Linked DNA regions of Zea mays: all the other regions are linked to region 1. The links are chromatin contacts, called in public Hi-C and HiChIP or PLAC-seq maps. All regions are on one chromosome and are shown on one strand. The core of a region is the stretch at or near the end of the contact, and the rest is flanking DNA. Distances in the headings are between cores, read along the strand shown.

Region 1 (3,602 bases), core at 520-3,019:
CTCTGAAGTAGCCTAGCTTCGTCATCATAGTCATATCAGCTTCAGACACAGTCGATTTCCCGAAATCCAAATGGCTGGGCTTCGATGGCATAATGATGTTATAATCAATCTCTCCTTCATTAGCATCACCCTCTTCAATATCTGCCTGCTCAGCTTCAGTGGCGGGTGTATCTTCGTCAGAAGCGCCCTCAGTTTCAACCAGTCCTGACCGCCTCATAACTTCGGAGATCGGGGCAGTTTCAGCAGCTTCGGTTTCCTCACCGTCGCGTGTAACCCTGGCTGTTGAGCGTACCCTGGCCATCTGATGTTGAATTTCTTGCATTTTGACGAAGTTGAATTTTTTTTTATCTTTGCCGAAGCTCCTTCTTGTAACGAAGCTAGAGAAAAATGATCCTTCGGTTGAGAATACAGTGAGCAAGCTTCGGCTGTGGTCAAGTTTTTCGGCAGCACAACAGTGCAACGGCAATGAATGCTGTGGTAACTCCACACCTGCTCGTCTGTTTATATAGTGCTGCAGGTGGGAAGGTGAATCGCCAAGTCGCCCACACCCGCTGAACAGTCGCCCGCACCCGCTGAATGGTGGACCACTCGGCGCCTGGGAAGTGAATTACCAGATCGTTCGTACCCGCTGCGTGGTGGGTCACCTTGCGCTCTAAATATTTTAATCGTTTCTCGGCAACGAACTCAGGGAAGGTGTTTTTCGGACCTTCGGAATTCCGAAGCTTTTGAGATTTTTTCACGGATCAAGCTCGTTACGAAAAACGATCTAGCACCGCGAAGGGGCTACTGTTGGGGGTCTGCTTCGTAGCCGAAGGTCCTCTAAGCAAGTTAACACATAAGCAGACACAACACGAAGGTACAGGCCGAAGTTACGATCCAGGAAGCTTCGGCATAGTGACATGCATTGAGACGAAGGGCTACACAGACCTAAAGAGGCAAAGACCGATCAGTCCATGATAGTTTGTGTCATGTTTATAGTTATTTGTCGAGGGCATGAATATAATTTCGACCGGGCTGCGTCCCGTGCCTATAAATAGATGAACAGTACCCCGTACTATTCACGCTATCCTGTAATCGCTCGTGCGCAACATTTAGATTTTTGCCTTCTGTCAAGCCGAAGGTATAAATGTAATTAAATATCATATTTAATATCAAAGTTCATATAATGATAACATATGAGTGATATTATGTGTTTGTTCATATTATCTTTCATATTCCATATATTTCACTTTTCATTAGCTTATAACCGTGATCATGAAGGTACGCCCTTCATGACCTTCGTTCGAAGATCGTTGGGCCTGTTTGGTTCAGCTTTTTTCTAACTAGCTTTTCTGAAAATCTGGTTGTAGAGAGAATCTGGCTGTATGGAGAATTTGAGTATCATTACGATTACGTGTGAAGGAAGATAAAGTTGTTCATAGGGCTCAGGATTTAGAAAGTGACTGATTCCTACTATTACAACGACTCAACCGATTATGTGTTTATGTTGATTTTGGATGGTTTTTGCCCCCAACGAATTTTATAGAAGCTGGCTGAAAAGTTGAGCGTTTAGCAATCCGCAGCAGCTTTTGGTGGCCAGAAGCTGCTAGAAGCCGAAACAAACATGTCTGTTATATCCTGAGGGAAATAATGCTTCGAAGTACCAAGAACATTGACATTTAAGACTTCGTGTTGCCTTGTTCTTGACTTATAGCATTTGAAAACAAGTCCCAACAATACGTAAACTATCAAAGCAGGTCACAGCCTCGCAGGTGAATCAGTTTGGGAGTGGATGATGCCCCAGCCTGCATCGAACATCTGTTGTTGACTGAAGAGTACAATCATCATATTCCCTAATGAAATGGAACTCTGAATCTCAAATAATAAAAAAACCCAGCACCAGCTGTGTATTAGCGGCCGGGCGGACAAGAAGCAGTTACCGCGACAACGGACGACGGCGACGCGAGCAGTCGAGTAAAGACGCGGTGGGGCGGCGCTGCGCTGGGCGGGTGGTGAGATCAGAGGAAGGAACGGGATCGCTCCCGGTTAGGTTGTCGTCGTGCGCGGGTGCTGGGGCGAGGGCGTGGCGGATCTCATCTAACGCCGCCACTTGCTGCTACCACTTCCCCTTCCCCCGCACCTCTGAGCTCTGACCTCCCGCCCTTCTCCCACCCATCACCATCTTTGTCCCTCGCGCAATTCGCCGAACACACCGCGCGCGCCGCGCCTCCCTGCGACGGCTGCCTCCACGGCCAATGCTGGCGGCGCGATGAACGTGGATGAGGAGGTGGAGAGCGGGGAGGAAGAGGAGGAGGACCTGTTCTACGAGTCGCTCGATCGCATCCTCTCCTCCTCGGGCTCCTCCACATCTGCCTCGGACGACGACGGCGCCGACAGCCCGCGCCGCCGCCGCGGTTGCGATGCGCCGGTCGCGGCCGCCGCAGCGGCCCTCGACCTGTGGACCTCTCAGCCGTCGCCCGTCCAGGAGCGGCGCCGCCGGCTGCTCCAGCTGATGGGGCTCATAGGGGATCCTTCCCTCGCCGGGTTTGAGACTGGCCGGTCCGCCTCCGAAGATGCCGCGGGCCCGCCCCCAGCCTCTCCCGTCTCTCGGTCCAGATCAGGCGGGGCCGCCCTCGGCTCCGCCGGGAAGCCACCACTCGGGGGCGTCCGTCTGCGGTCATCCTTGTCCGACGGGCCCGATCCTGCCGACGAGGACCCCAGGTGCTTGATCAGGAACCTTGACGACGGCAGAGAGTACGTGGTGAAGGAAGAATTCGGTCTCCGCGAGGTCGGCACGGGGCGCCACCTTACCGTTGAGGAGTTGGCCCGCTCACCTATTGTTCAGGAGCTTATGCGGCGCCAAGCTTTTAGTACTCCCAACTCCAACTGCAACTCAAATTCCCAAAGTGGCGCCTCCACACCGATCGAAAGGTCGAGCTCAGGTTCCAGCAATGGTGGGTCGCGCTCCAAGCGGCGAAGCAGCTGGCTCCGCAGCATCCGCTGCGCAGCTGGGTCCTTGGTCACCCACTCCCGTGACCGCAGCAGCAGCGACGAGAAGGACACGTCTTCAGAGAAAGGCGGGCACCACTCCAGCTCCGCTACGGATGACAGCCAGGACAGTGTTCCACGCCATGGCCCGGCCCGTGTCAAGGTGCGGCAGTATGGGAAGTCATATAAGGAACTCAGTGGCCTGTTTATGACACAGGAGATACATGCACACAATGGTTCCATCTGGAGCATCAAATTTAGTCCTGATGGTCGTTACCTTGCCAGTGCCGGGGAGGATTGCATAATTCATGTTTGGGAGGTGTTGGAGTTCAAGAGGGCAGGGAAGGAGAGGGAGGTGAAGGAGAATGGGGTATGCAATCCGCTTGTTGCTATGGTATACAGTGAGTCATCAGAGACGATGGTGGCATCTGGTGCTCCAAGCGGGAGCCATTGGGAGAAGAAGCTGCGATCAAAGGTACTGCAAGGTGGGGGATCAGTGAGCTCAGACAGGTTGATGGTGCCTGAGTATGTGTTTGCACTGTCCGAGAAGCCTGTGATAACCTTTGCAGGGCATTCAGAGGATGTGCTGGATCTCAGCTGGTCCAAATCTCAGGTGATGTACACAGATTTCTAAT
Region 2 (3,602 bases), core at 694-3,193, 170 kb before region 1:
TTGTAGACTTTAAAGACTTCAATAAATAGATGTAACAAAATCTAGTGCAATGGTCTACTGAGGTCATAAAATGTTTTTACCACCTTTTATCAACACTACATTCATTTTACATATTAGAATAAACTATTTCCAATTGTGCAAGTTTCTCACCTCTACAACTTTGTGAGGCTTGCGAGTTTATTTTGTTCAAAACATACATGGGTAACCCGCATATTGGTTAATTTTGGATCTCCAACATGTAACCCGCGAGTGAGGTTTAATATCCAAATCCATGACCACATTACCTTGGGTCGGATACAGGTCTAACCCATGGGTGAAAAACATATCCATATCCTAATCTGTCGGGTCAAAAACACATACATGGGCTAGTTCTTTGCCTCTTCTACACAGTGAACCGCTCATAACCGTATACAACTCCTGAGTTGGGTCACCCGAGTGACCACCACACTCCAATCACTACCAAGCCATCTAGGTGATCATGATCACCAAGAGTAACATGTACTAGAATCTCACTTGACCAAGGCAAACCTAATGTGGGTGGTGGATGCACATAAGTCTCTCTCTATGCACTAATAGCCTAACACTTCTCTAATTTCCTCACAATGCAAAGGGTCTTCCTTTCTCTCAATAGGTTGCTTTAGCTATTGAAAAGGGCACAACACCTCAAGAAGTTGATATGGGGGTATAAATATTCCTAAAGGCTCAAACTAGCTGACACAACACCTCAAGAAGTTGATATGGGGGTATAACTTTGATAGTAAACAAGCTTTCTTAGTACCTTGTCCGGTGACACATCCGGTGCACACAAGATATGTTAGGTGAGTAATCAAGACATCTGCACAATTTATATGCTTTCTAGGTGTCTAATCTAGTGTCACATCCACCGAACACGCTAGTGAGTGTAAAACTGAAACTAATTAGTTTATAAGCTCTCTGGATGCTCTGTGTGGTGCCACGTACATGGTGCAGATCGGACACCATGGTGCATATATAAAATCTCATAGGGAACTTTTCCTATATGGTGCAATGATGAAGCATCGACACGTCCGATGCCAACTTTTGTTGTCAACGGTTTTTTATTTGTTTTTTTTATTATAAACTTCTCATTGGCTCTCCTAGATTACCTAGCACTAGTTTTTTAATAAGTGTACACCACTACACCTAACTAGACTTATATAGGTGAAGTTACCCATTTCATATCATCATTTATAATACGACTAAAAGAAAATAACGGTCCTATCACTTTAAGTGTCTAATATCTCCATTAGCACTTAGAACTAGATGGTCCTTAACCTATTCAACTACTCATTTTAAAATCGATATTTTACCTTCATCAACAAGGGCATGAAAACCTTCTAAGCCTAATCATTCTGCATCATTATGACTTCACTTATCGTAAAAATCTATCACATTACAACACATCTGGCCGCACCTCGCCACCCGCTTGTTAGAGAAGTGAGCGCTCACGTGTGACACACCTATCTAACTATCTTATTTTCCGACTTCAGAGACAGTATATATGTGTAATGTCCATTTTATAAGTTAGTTACGATCTCTCTTAGCTTTTATTATGATATTAACCACCTTTCATTTCCCTAGTATTATATAGACCATTAATATTAAATGATTTAATAAATAAATTAATTTAGACTAAGCTCATTAAATCAACATCAAATAGATGCATCAGCGTAGCTAGACATCAAGATGGCCACTTTAAATTAGTCAAATTGGAATACCAGAGCAAACGAGGCCCGTCAGACCGCCCAAACTGGACACGAACGAACAGCCGATCGATCCAGTACGTGAATGTAAAAAAGCTGGTATCAACAATCGGCTAGAATTTCCGAGGATATTTTGGGCTTGGGCCGAAACTACCCTGGTAGCTCCGTCCGCCACTGTTCATACGTGGCGCGCGACATCTGGCTTGCGCGCGCCACTGTCCGCGGTTCGGAGGTGTCCGGCGCAGGCCGGCCGGAAGGGCCAGATCTGGGACGTACGCGAGGCCGCCCCGCTCCACCGGCCGGCGGCATTGGCGCGCGAGCATGCGTGCCACGCCGCGGCCGCACGTACGTACAGCTGCCTCGTTTCCTCCGGTCATTCTTTAACGTCGTTCTTCCTGTACGCTCGATCGCCGATCGGCAACGCCGCTGTTTGTCAAAAGGAGAGGGAGATATATAGGCCAGCTAGCACAGCAGAGGAGGAGCGGCCGGATGGACAGTAGAATGGGTGGCGGTGGCGCAGGCATGTGACACCTGCTGCAACGGAAAGATGCATCGATCCAATCCATCTGTCCCGTCGTCCTTTTTGCCCGACGACGCCCATCCGATGTTTCCTACTGTTTTCCAGCGCCGTAGTGCGTGTGCTTGTGTGATCCACCTTCCACCACCACCGTACCTCCTCCGCTCTCTCTCGCTGCCATATGCATGTGCATGTCGCCACCCCCCAGATCTACTCGCATTCTTGCTGCTAGCTGGGGTCAACGTGTATATATATACACGGGCCAGCAGGGCTAGTGAATCACAGAATTATTATTAGCGACCCGTGCCGTGATTATAGGTGTACATACGGGCCGCTCGGCCCGGCCCGGCCCAAGACCGAAAAAACCCGTATTATTTGAATTTCGGGTCGGCCCGGCCTGTTTGAATTTCGGGCCGTACCGAGCCGGCCCATGGGTCTAGCCCTCGGTCCACGGCCTGTCGCGTAATTGCTTAAACGTGACGGGCTCATTTCGGGCGGACCAAAATTATAAAAGCCCGAAATTCACATTACGGCCCGAAATTCAATTTTTGGCCCGAAATTCAGTTTTGGCCCGAAATTCACATTAGAGCCCTAAATTCAAAAAACAAATAAAAGATAAGACAAATAAATTTGAACAAAATCAAACTTAATATTTGTATTAAAGTTACCACAGCTATGCAATGACTACCTCGTTTATAAATCATTTTGTTAGAAGGAAAAAGTGTATAATCAGCTCTATACAAAGTTCGTAAGTTCAGTTTATTGTCTAATGTTCATAACAAAAGCAAAATTACATCACACACTCTAATTCAAAGCTACAAAAAACATCTAACTAGCATTATCTCTAGTTTTGTGTTCTTTATCAAGTATATGATTGTGTGGAATGAAGTGTGGTTTTAATAAATATATGGGCCTTTTCGTGCCTCTATATGGGTCATTTCGTGCCTGCCTTAAACGGGCCGTGCTCGTGCCCGCCCATGGGCCGTGACCTCGGCCCAAACCCGGCCCGATATAACGTTTGATGCCGCGCGCGGCTGCAGTAAAACTCTTCAAGTCTAATACCGTCAATTACCTCAAAGCAGACGATTTTGTATCAACGGCCCCTTAGCTTAATCTAGAACCATAGGTACTCTATTAAGCCATGTTATTGGCTATATGTTTTCTGAACACGCTCGATGAAAGTCCTTTACAGGGAGTGTACTAGGTGAACGCCCGTGCGTTCCTATGGAGTGAATATATTATGGTAAGATACACTAAAATTAAAAAAATTGTTATTTTATGTTTGTTAGTATCTTTTTAAAAGTTAAGAATTTTTACATACATTAAAAGCATTTCACATCAAACAAATCCATTACGTGTAGTAG
Region 3 (3,602 bases), core at 638-3,137, 150 kb after region 1:
TGAGCCATCGCAAAGTACGGGTAACCGACTAGTATATATATAATTGAGTATTTGACGTATAAAATTATTATGCTGTTTTAGAGTTTATAAGATGACAAATGTAAAATATAGCCAAAAGCACTTACTTATTATTTGATATCATTAAAAACATCTTCTAATATTTTGTGATACAAAATCAACGATTATATTATTAGATCAACCTCATCCAATAATTTCTTTTCGACACATAGAATCGCCAAACCATTTAACCTCTCTTGAGTTATTGTTGACCTTAAATAGTTCACAAAAATATTTTAATTTTAAAAAGCTTCCATCCACCGATGCAACCATCATGTGTATAGTAAATAATACTCTCTCTATATCAAAATAGAATTCGTTTTGCTTCTTCAGTGGATTCATCATCATCTAGTTGAATATAAACATAAAAATCAAGAGATAAAACAAATACTATTTTAGAACGGATGGAGTATTCGATAAGTAATTGAGACATTAGTTTAACAATCTAAACGAGACTGGTCGATAGCACATCGCTCTTTACGTATGTGTCTAGGATAGATAGATTTAACAAAAAAAAGTGCTAGCATCCCGTGGCTAGGGAGGAGGCCTCTGTTTTTGGGGGCCGGTGCGGCCACACCCTCTGTACCCCTCAGGTACGACCCTGTTAATGCAAATGGTCTTAGAAAATCTTTTATTATGTGATTAAAACATCTATTTTTTGGATAACCACTTAGCAAGAATTATGGAGAAAAAACGATCGATCTCTCTCATTCTCTAGTAACATTGCTTTGTAAAAAAGCGGTCAAACACCCTCCCGCCCACCACACGTTCCTAGAACTAAACTATTTTGCCATGGAGGAGGCGTAAATGAAAAATTAGAAGAAAAAATCTACAACTGTCAAGTTTTTCATACCGCCATTGTATAATTAAACTATTTCGAATTTCAAAGAGTATTTCAGATATACTTAATTATTTATTTTACTGATATATAAAATTTAGGTTCTAATTTATCTTATTTACTAAGATATAAAAAATTAGACTGTTTGTACCTTTTAACACAAAACGAATTAAAATTTAAATTTAATATATTAATGGAGTAAATAATAAATTTATAAAATATTATTTTTACAACTTCAATAATTTAATTACATGATTATTATAAAAGTGATTATAGTACAATTTTTATTAATACAAAATAAAAAATGTAAAAACACACATAAATTTATAATACTAACTATGTCCTAAAATATTTGTCACTCAGTTAATTTATTTTAAAATGCGATAAATAAAAAAAGCACGGCGACAGCAGTTGCCAGGCGATAATACAAACGGAGCAAGCTATCCGGCTAGGACTAGGCGTTTGGTACTTCGGTTCGGTTTCTCGGTTCTTCAAAAACTAGAACCGAAATAAAAAGATAAAGAAACCAGAACCGACTAGTTCGATTCTCGGTTCTTCGGTTTGGTTCCTCGGTTCTAACCGAACTGTACAATCACTCTAAAATTCTGAATAACGACAACTTTTATGAGAAATTTCAGCAACATCTTCCCACAAACAACCACAAGTGCACAATGACCATAATTTCATAGATAATACATGGATGATTAGAGGTTCAACATAAGTCGATAAAACAACATCCGAAGTTACAAACACATGTAACAAATTGAATCTAATACTTTTGGTTTTTCGGTTCTTTGGAGTGCAGAACCGAAAATATCTCATTTATTTTGGTTCTCAAAAGACCAGAACCGAATTTCATAACAGTTCCTTCGGTTCGATTAGTTCAGTTTCGGTTCTCGGTTATTTCGGTTCGGTTCCTCAGTTCCGGTTCTTTTTGCCCATGCCTATATCCGGCTATCCCTATCCGCCCACGCCCTCTCCCGTGCCTGCCGCAACCCCCATGCCCCATCCCCCTCCACCTGCCAAAATAAATCCATGCGCTCTCCAGCTCGGTGCTGCAATCCCATCAAAAGCTAGGGTTTCACGCCTCTCCCGACTTCACAGTTCACATTCCTCTCCTCCCCTTCCCACCTCCCCAACTCGGCCGCCGTAGACGCGGTGGCGCACGAACTGCCCTAGATTTGAGCGAGCCACCCTGCGAATCTTCACCTGACGCACAAAGTCTGTCAGAGACAGTGAAGAATTCGAACACGATCTTAAACATCGTTGATTAAGACCACACACAAACACATCTACCTGGCTTCCCCCCTATCAGTTGTTTTTGTGTGTTTTTTTTTGCTGTTTCGGACGATTCATAAGAACCGACCTGCAAGGCTTGCAGATCTACCTTGAGAACCAGGGCCCTTGTTTTGGACGTCCAGAACGAACCCTTGACCCTGCGGATCTGCTTGATCCGTTTTGGATCTGCTTGTTTTTTTGCTGGATCTGGAGAGAATGTTCAAGTCGATGGTTTATTACGTGAACACCTCAATCGGAGAGGTGGAGGTGTGGCCCAAGGGCGAGGCGAGCGCGGGCCTGACCATGGCGGCGTGGGCGCGAGAAATCCGCGTTGAACGCATTTCCCCGCCCAGCGAGCGGTGCCCTCCGCTGGCCGTCATGCACACCGTGGCCGTCGGCGCCCGATGCCTCGTCATGGAGTCCAGGCCGCCCGTTGTCGCCGACGTTGTGCCGCCTCTCGTCGTCATGCACACCGCTTGCCTCAGGGAGAACAAGGTATATACAGATTATTCCTGACATAAAAAGAGGTTCACATCCATCGTAAAAAAAGAGAGAATAATCAAAACACATGAAAGGACATACGAGATTTTACATGTCAGAAATTTTACATGATGGACGCTTTGATGGAAGGAATTTTTTAATTCTTATTACATGGACAAGCTTACCAGGACATAATTAGTTCTTACATAGGATTTGAATAATTCTGTAATTCTGTTAATCTTGCTTGAACGGTCACTGGACAAGGATTTTTGGCAGGATGTCAACGGTGGCTAAGAATGCACTGATATCTTTGAACTCATTCCTAACTCCACAATCAACCAAACTACAGAATTTTTAACTTCACTGAGGCTAGTTTGAAGGGCTTCAGAAACAGAGATTTAAGTTTCACAATTTGGATGTCTGAATGACATGTATTGGTGCTTTGGAACTGGGACACACATCTAATAGCTTGTGAAAATATGACATTTATGTGGTACTTGTGGACTTTGAATCACTGGATGTAGTGTTAGTTGAGATAACGTTGTACATCACACTAATATGATTTGAATTTTGATTCCTAATTTCTGATAATGAGCTGAACATTAAAACGTATAATATGGAATGCCTAGGTCTGTCACATGAAGTTGCTACCACTCAAGTGCTTCTCTATTAGGTTTGACTAAATATACAAACATGTGCAAATGTTTTTTTTCATGGCAATCCTGTAAGTCAAAGTCCCTTTGCTTTGGTATCGACATTTCCATATTCAATATTAAACTTTATCTGATTTTAGAATTCAGGATATGATGAAGTGATAGCCAATTCAGATTTTGCATTTTTTTGACCAAAGTTTTTTCCTTCAACTGGTTCTCCATGCCTTGATGTCCCATATCTTCTTAAATATCACCGAGAATTTAAGATCTGTAGCTCTGGCATCAAGTGTTAGAGC

The links. Hi-C and Micro-C count contacts between places; a contact is called where the count stands out from the background. HiChIP or PLAC-seq counts read pairs in DNA pulled down with a chosen protein or histone mark.
Region 2: a contact with region 1 is called in an H3K4me3 HiChIP or PLAC-seq map of leaf, with 8 times the contacts expected there. The contact joins the enhancer-like site here to the promoter of LOC103653831 in region 1. A contact is called at or near these places in 10 of 25 Hi-C or Micro-C datasets (bundle sheath, ear, leaf and 3 more) and 1 of 3 datasets of contacts at active chromatin or transcription factors (leaf).
Region 3: a contact with region 1 is called in a Hi-C map of ear, with 3 times the contacts expected there. The contact joins the promoter of LOC100383723 here to the promoter of LOC103653831 in region 1. A contact is called at or near these places in 11 of 25 Hi-C or Micro-C datasets (bundle sheath, ear, endosperm and 5 more).

Annotation. Positions count from the first base shown.
Region 1 is chr4:151,737,951-151,741,552 of Zm-B73-REFERENCE-NAM-5.0, forward strand. LOC103653831 (WD repeat-containing protein 44) reads left to right here and starts at 1,770. Exons shown (of 7, transcript XM_008680640.4): 1 at 1,770-3,580. The coding sequence starts at 2,249.
Region 2 is chr4:151,563,933-151,567,534 of Zm-B73-REFERENCE-NAM-5.0, forward strand. No RefSeq gene overlaps it. Among protein-coding and RNA genes, the nearest start is that of LOC109939235, 72 kb to the left of the region's middle. Within about 2 kb of position 1,944, at least 19 of the 20 cell types and tissues checked have an H3K27ac peak or open chromatin away from gene starts, as enhancers often do. A contact at or near this core is called in bundle sheath, ear, leaf and 3 more, where this site is marked.
Region 3 is chr4:151,891,549-151,895,150 of Zm-B73-REFERENCE-NAM-5.0, forward strand. It overlaps LOC100383723, which reads left to right and starts at 1,888. Exons shown (of 16, transcript NM_001321632.1): 1 at 1,888-2,668. The coding sequence starts at 2,390.